Regions from separate parts of the Sus scrofa genome. Here region 2 is linked to region 1. Evidence: chromatin contacts called from public targeted proximity ligation data. All regions are on one chromosome and are shown on one strand. The core of a region is the stretch at or near the end of the contact, and the rest is flanking DNA. Distances in the headings are between cores, read along the strand shown.

Region 1 (3,847 bases), core at 1,115-3,614:
AATATTAAGTGTGCAAGATAGTATTGTGGCTAAAAAAATAACATACATGACATTAATTCCAAAACCCTTTGTTGGTAAAAAATGCAAACCATCATCTGAGCCTTCAGCAAGTCATAATCTTTTTGCTTGAGCATCTTGCCTCGATGGGGGAAGTTGCCAACTGATCAGAGTGGCCGTTACTGAAAGTGGGGGTGACCATGGCCATTTCTTAAAATAAGACAAACTTCTTGAAAGAAGTTTGCCGCACTAATTGACTTCCTTTCACCAGCAATTCCTCTGCAGCAGGCAGTGCTATTTGATAGCATTTTACCCACAGTACAACTTCCTTAAAATTTGGAGTCAGTCCTCTTAAACCCTGCTGCTGCTTTATCAACTAAGTTTATGTAATATTCTAAATTCTTTGTTCTCATTCCTACGGTCTTCACAGCATCTTCACCAGAAGGAAACTCCATCTCAAGAAACTTCCTTCTTTCCTCATCCATAAGAAGCAATTCCTTCCTATGGCTCAGTGGGTTAAGGATCCAGGGTTGTCACTGCTGTGGTGAGGGTTCAGTCCCTGGCCCAGAAACTTCCATATGCCACGGGCGTGCCACACCCCCCACCCCAACCAAGCAACTCCTCATCCATTACAATTTCATCATAAAACTGCAGCAATTCAGTCACATCTTCAGGCTCCATTTCTGATTCTCTTGCTATTTCCACCACATCTGCAGTTTTTCCACTGAAGGCTTGAACCCCTCAAAGTCATACATGAGGACTGGAAACAACTTCTTTCAAACTTCAGTGTGTATTGATACTTTCACCTCTTGCTATGAATTACAGTTTTTTTCCAGCCACACCTGTGGTGTACAAAAGTTCCTGGGCCAGGGATCAAACCTGAGCCCCAGCAGTGAGTCCTTAATGACTAGACCACTAGGGAACTCCTACAAATGTTCTTAATGGCATCTAGAATGCTGAATCTTTTTCTTTCTTTTTTTTTTTTGTTTTTTTGTTTTTTTGGTTTTTTTGGTTTTTCATCTTTTTAGGGCTGCACCCACGGCATATGGAGGTTCCCAGGCTAGGGGTGGAAACAGAGCTGTAGCCACCGGCCTACACCACAGCTACAGCAATGTCAGATCTGATCTGCGACCTACACCCCAGCTCATGGCAATGCCGTATCCTAACCTACTGATCGAGGCCAGGGATTGAACCTGTGTCCTCATGGATGCTAGTCAAATTCGTTTCTACTGAGCCACAATAGGAACTCCAGAATGCTGAATCTTTTCCAGAAGGTTTTCAGTTTACCTTGCTCAGATTCATCAGAGGAAGCTCTGTCTGTGGTAGTGATAGCTTTACAAAATGTATTTCTTAAATAATAAGACTTGAAAATCTAAATTACTCCTTGATCTTTAGGCTGCAGAATATGTTAGCAGTCATGAAAGTAACATTAGTCTCACTGTACGCTCCATCAGAGCTCTTGGGTGACCAAGTGCATTGTCAATGAACAGGAATATTTTGAAAGGACTCTTTTTCTCTGAGCAGTAGGTCTCAACAGTGGGCTGAAAATATTCAGTAAGCCATGTTGTGAATATGCTGTCATCCAGGCTCTGTTGTCCTATTTATAGAGCACAGGAAGAAAAGATTTAACATCATTCTCAAGGGCCCTAGGACTTTTAGAATGGTAAACAAGCATTGGCTTCAACTTAGTCGCCTGCTAACTTAGTCCCAAATAAGAGGGTCAGCCTGTCCTTTGAAACTTTTTTTTTTTTCAGGGCCACACCAGCAGCATATGAAGGTTCCCAGGCTAGGGATCCAATTGGAGCTACAGCTGCCAGACACAGCCACAGCCACAGGATCTGAGCCGCATCTGTAACCTACATTGCAGCTCATGGCAACATAATTGGCATAATTTCAATATTGTGTCTCGGGGAATGGAAGGGAGAGTGAGGAGAAAGGACCAGTTAGGGGGGCAGTCAGAATTCACACAACACTCACTGATTAAATCTGCCGTCTTACATGGACACAGTTTGTGGTACCTCAGAAATATTATAACAGTAACATCAAAGATCACTGATCACAGGTCACCCTAACAAATATAATATTAATGAAAAACTCAAAATATTGTGAGAATTACTGAAATGTGACACAGCAAATGCCAAGTGAGCAAATTCTGTTGGAAAAATGGTGCCAATAGACTTGCTGGATGTAGGGGTTGCCACTGACCTTCAATTTGTAAAAAAAAAAAAAAAAAAATGCAGTGCCTGTGAAGTATAATAATAATAATAATAATAATAATAATAATAACTAAGCGCAATAAAACAGGCTCTGCCTATACCAGCAAACCACAGAAGCCCAGGGCTGGGCAGGGCCTGGGGTTGCCACACTTGTGGGAACTTTGGCACAGTGACATCGCAATGAATGTAAATGAGTGGGTCAGGGTGCCTGTTTCCTTCAGGAGATTCTGGCTCTTCTGTCTCCTGTCTTATTCTTCTCATCGCCTCCAGGAACCTAATACATCCTTTGGGTGGCATCCAAAGCAACTTTTCTAAAATTTATGACCCGACCATAGGATGCAGCTACACATGATCTTTCCCGTGGTTCCCCACTGCCCACCAGGCAGAAACATGGGCTGCGGGAGTTCCTGTTGTGGCTGACATAGTATCCATCTGGATGTGGCCTGGCCTTTCTCCGTGGGTTAAGGATCCAGCATTGTCATAAGCTGCGTCATAGGTCACAGGTGGGGCTTAGATCCAGCGTTGTGGTGGTTCTGGCATAGGCCAGCAGCTGCAGCTCCGATTTAACCGCTAGCCTGGGAACTTCCATAGGCTGCAGGTGTGGCTGTAAAAGGAAAAAGAAAATAAAAGAATATGGGCTGTGGTGCCAGATATTCCTTGATGTGGGTCACAGCTTCACCCTGGTCCTGGGACCAACATCACCCTTTCTGGATCCTCATCTGCAGAAATGGGGATAACAGTACCTATGTGTGCGTTATGCTGCTGAACAAGCTAGTATCCCTGAAAGTACCTTACACGATGGCTGTCAAATAGTAAACACTCATGATTTATTATTGAGTCAGTGATTATTATTTTTACTGGAGGAGGTAGAGGTCACAGACAAGAGCAGAGGCCCTGGTGTCTGCAAACAGACAGGTTTCATGTGTTTGTCCTTCATGGAGCAATAGCAGGTACTTTGAAACAGAGCAGCCCCCTCCCTTCCCAGCCAGGAAGCTGTGACCGCCGGGAAGCAGGGGCTGTCTCTGCCCAGGACTCACCTGCCGCTGTCATAGCACTGCCCTCATTTTTCACACACCTGCCCACCCCAGCCCACCTCTCCATTTCATTCGTCGAGCCTCTCAGGGACCAGACGACAGTGGGAGTGGAGACGAGCTGACGCCCCCGCCTACTCCGAGGACTCCCATTCACCCCCAGCTTCCCCCAGGCCCTCCACTCCCATCTGAGGCATCCCAGGCCCCAAGAGGGAGTGAGATAGCATCGCTGTGGGCTAAGGGCAGCGCTGGGATCAGACCCATATGCTGCCTGCACAGTACACGCCTCCGCATGGTACGCAACTTGAAGCTCTGTGCTGAGCCATGCTCAGAGGCAGGAGCAGAGCAGGTGCTTGAAGAATATGGGTAAATCCATACATTTATAAATTCCATCCATCTGCATCATCACATCTTTTTAAATCCAAATTTTAGGTTCTGGTGAGATATACGTAACGTAATAGGGTACCATCTGAACCATTTTTAAATGTATGGTTCAGGAGTGACAAGGACACTGAAATAATCATGCAACCTTTACTGCTCTCCATCTCCAAATTCTTTTTATCTGAGGAGTTTCCTGGTGGCACAGTGGGTTAAGTATCCAGC
Region 2 (4,066 bases), core at 382-2,881, 180 kb before region 1:
AAAAGAATGCATCACTTTCCTCACTGTAGTACCTTCAAAAAGTACCTTACACATCATGAGGAAAGTCAATGTATGTTCACTGAATCACTTGTGTTTGAAAATATTTATATTCTACAAGCATTAGCTAAAATTCCAATTGTCATTTTTAAAACAGAAAAAAGGTTAACCATGGAAAAAAACGAGTATTTGACCAAACTTCTTTAAAACACAACTAATTTGCGACAACACCTAAACCCTTTCTTACCTCATCCAAGGGTCCAAGCAGTTTACTCAGAGGGTTAGGAGTACTAACGCTGTCAAGCGGCGTGCTGGGCCGAGGCATCGTGTTGGACACTGTCAGGGAGGGAGCTGGCAGTCCGGGAATAAAAACCTTTCCCACCTTTGAACAATAAAATACATGCCAAAAGACATTAGCTTTAATGTATCATATTCTTAAATAAAACAGTGCAGCATGTAAGCATATTATTTCTTTTAATATTTCAAAGTTTATGCTCACCAAATGCAACTAAAAAATAAACAGAATTAAAATTTTAATAATGTATCAGTCCACCATCCAACTACAAATATCTTGCCATAAATTCTCTTAGCCTGATTCCTTCTTTTCATTATTAAGGACCTTTTTTTGGCAGGTCCTTTTCATTATTAAGGACCTTTTTTTGCATTTTTCTACCCTATTGATGATAAAGACTGCAAGGACACTAAGCTTTCAGAGACTATAAGCATCGATCTTATTAACTAGTCTCCTGGCAGAAAGAAAGAACACCAATTACTTCTTCAGGGTCAAAAAAATCAGGCTGAAGTGATACTCAAGAAATTAAATCCAACCTAATTCAAATTGTACTCTCTAGCTCACAACCTGTCTTCCGTCATAAACTCTCAAAGGCTTCCTCCTCCATATAGCTATCCATAGGGTTCTCAGGAAAAATACAATAGAAATTCACACCCATACAGGCTGAAAACTAAAAAGACTAATAGGAGATAAAGACTAAAAGGACTAAAAGGAGATACTCAGAACTAAAGTGAAATTTTAACTATATACATACTTATGTCAATATACTCCCTGAAAGCTAATAAAATCACAAAAGTTGTCCAAATAAAATCCTTAGGATTAAAGAACAAAAATGACAGTGAGCACTAGTAAATGTAAGATTTTGAAAAGCCATCAGAGACACCTCTGGGTCATAAAAATATGGAGTAAGCATATCCCATGCTATTCCTCCCACTAATTACCACTACCACAAAACATATGAATTGATGATGAAACTAACAGAAGACTCTATGTGGTAGGGAAAAAAGACTGACTGGCTAGGGACCTGAGAACCAGGAATGACCTATGGAATTCCTGAGCTTTTTGTCTGTGTTTCTCTAACTCCCTCATAACCAGGCCTTGGCCTCTCAAAGGTCCGCAACCCAGAAATGCCCACAGGCACAGACCAAAAGGACCCAGGGAAACCTTACTCTTTTTGCCAAAATTTGGTTGGGAAGAGTGAAGAAGCAGGGAAGAAACATTTTCCCCATGCCTGCCCCACTTCAGGCAAACACATGGAAAAAGCCACGGCCCTCAGTGCCCACCTGTTCATGAGTCATGGATGGAGACAGAGGGCGGGGTCCTGTCATCCCACCTGCGAGGACTAGGTGGCGCCCTGGTCCACACAGAGAGGGGCAGGCCTATCCTACATCTCAGCTCTGCAGGCACTGCAGCCAGAGACTGTGGACAAAGCCCTGCTTTCATCATCACCAGGCAGCCCCTCTCCACCTCCCCACGGTGCGCAGCCCCTGCCCAGGGGAAGAGTCTGGCCTTCACCCAGGCTCTACAATAATAAAGCACCTACCTCTCCCCTTCTCTTCCAGAGTCTGGGTGGAGCACTGTATTCTATCCCCACCCTGCAATAACAAGGCAGTAACCCCTCTCTGTCCCAACTGGGGAATGAGGGGAGGAATGGAGAGAAAGGAAATAGACAAAAGAACTTTCTAAATATGTATATGAAATTCTGGGCAGGCCTCTGAGAGACTCATGTGTGAAACTCACCAAAAATGACACAGTAAAAGATGTGAGAACTAAACAATGGTCTGTAACACCATTCAGTTCAGAAACTGGCCTCTAGGCAGTGTGGAAGTTGAGGCAGACCCCAATCTCACTATGGGAGCAGATAAGAAAAAGAGCCAAGAAATCCTGCTCTCCTTGGCCAAAGAATCAGGAAAGGAATGGCCTAGCAAGATAGAAAACTTCTAGACAATAACCAACCTACTCCAGACAAACATCAAGGGAAAATACTGCACCCTACCCCTCAGGCCTGTCAGTAAAGGCCAGGTGGGGAGCCTTCCAGTCTTACTTGGCTGTAATGAGGCACAAATACGGGAGAAAAAAATTAACAGTACTCTGGATTAGCAAGAATATAAAAAAGCTTTGAGAACTCTCATACACTGCTGTACAACCTTGCAACCCTGATACGATTTGGCACCACATGGCTAAGCTGAATATGAATATATTCTAAAGGCTAGAAGACATGTATCTTAAAAAAAAAAAAAAACTTTTTAAAGCATTATTAGAGAAAACAGCAGAAACAACAAAACAACCATAGTGGCTGGTAAAGTTTTGGTATAATCATACAATGGAAAACTATGTAACAGTGAACAGGTCTACAAGAGCTACACATTGACATATGTAAATCTAAAAATAATAGAATGTTGAGCAAAATGGTCTCGTCAGAGAAGAGTATGTGGTATGTTTCCTTTACATGAAAATTCAAAAACAAAGAAAAACTAAACAATTTACTACTTAGTGATACACAATTGTGAAAAACAATTAATTTTTAAAAAGGGGGACTGAAGAGTTTCCTGTTGGCTCAGAGGGTTAAGAATCCACCCTTCACTGCTGTGGCCTATGTTCGATCCCTGGCCCAGGAACTTCTGCGTGCCAATGGCAAGGCTAAAAAAGGGTGGAGGGAGAGGGGATTGATTGCAAGTAAGGGTACTGTCCACCTCTGGGCGGTGAGGCCGCAACGTGGAAAGCACACTCAGGAGACTGTAGAGATATTGGCAACAGTCCGCATCTTAACCTGGGTAGTGGTTATACGAATGTTTGCCTCATTCTTCAAGTTGAATTTAAATTTCATAATTTAAATTTGCAAAATTTACATTATTCTGTATATAAACTTCACAACTATTTAAAATAATACAGCCAACATAAACACCATACTTTTTTTTTTTGGCCACCCCACAGCATATGGAGTTCCCAGGCCAGGGATCAGATCCGAGCTATAGCTGTGACCCAAGCCACAGCTGCAGCAACACCAGATCTGTGCCAGGTCAGGGATCGAACCTGTGTCTCAGCGCTCCCAAGGCACTGCCAATCCCGCTGCACAACCACAGGAACTCCTACTATACATTTAACATAATGCAACTTTACTAAAACTTTGAGACTTAACAAATCTACCCAGACATTAATTTTAAAACTATATTCTTTATAAAACTTCAGTTAATTTCTCTTCCTTTTTATTTAATAATCCATCTATACTCATTAAAGGTTTCCCAACTGCACTGTGTTCACAGTGCCAATCCATCTGATAGTGAATCCTAGACTCCAAATTAGACCCAACCTAAATTGAAGACTTTATTTTCAACTCTTACAAGAATCCTGCAGACAGAGCTAACAAATTTTAAATATCACACTAAAGTAACATTAAAAAATAATAATTAAGGAAATAGTCCTACTGAAGCACAAAATGCTGTTTATTACTTACCCGAACCACTCCTGTATACAGCACCAGGTTTCCACAGCCCTCCAGGACCAGCATAGTATCTATCTTCTAAAAAAAGGAGGGGGGCAAAACTTTTATTTTCCAATTGGTGTAAATTGTAAAGCACAATGATTTTCAACTTCTCAAGAAATGCGCCTGCATTTACCTCCACGGGCGCTGCATCCTTTGCCTGAATGTTGGTGATGGAGCCAAAGATGAGCTGGGTTTTATCATTGCTCTCTTGAAACTTTACACATCTAAATATTGAAATTTAAAAAGAGATACACTATTGACACATGCAACAACCTGTACTGATCTCAAGGGTT

What was found.
Region 2: a contact with region 1 is called in a targeted proximity ligation map of alveolar macrophages. A contact is called at or near these places in 1 of 47 Hi-C or Micro-C datasets (embryonic fibroblasts) and 1 of 2 datasets of targeted methods (alveolar macrophages).

The regions. Positions count from the first base shown.
Region 1 is chr3:44,354,173-44,358,019 of Sscrofa11.1, reverse strand. The region is part of intron 18 of MERTK (tyrosine-protein kinase Mer); the gene reads left to right. Among named protein-coding and RNA genes, the nearest start is that of TMEM87B, 28 kb to the right of the region's middle.
Region 2 is chr3:44,528,981-44,533,046 of Sscrofa11.1, reverse strand. ANAPC1 (anaphase-promoting complex subunit 1) reads right to left here. Exons shown (of 48, transcript XM_021087035.1): 12 at 3,907-3,997; 13 at 3,744-3,809; 14 at 245-379. Among named protein-coding and RNA genes, the nearest start is that of ANAPC1, 47 kb to the right of the region's middle.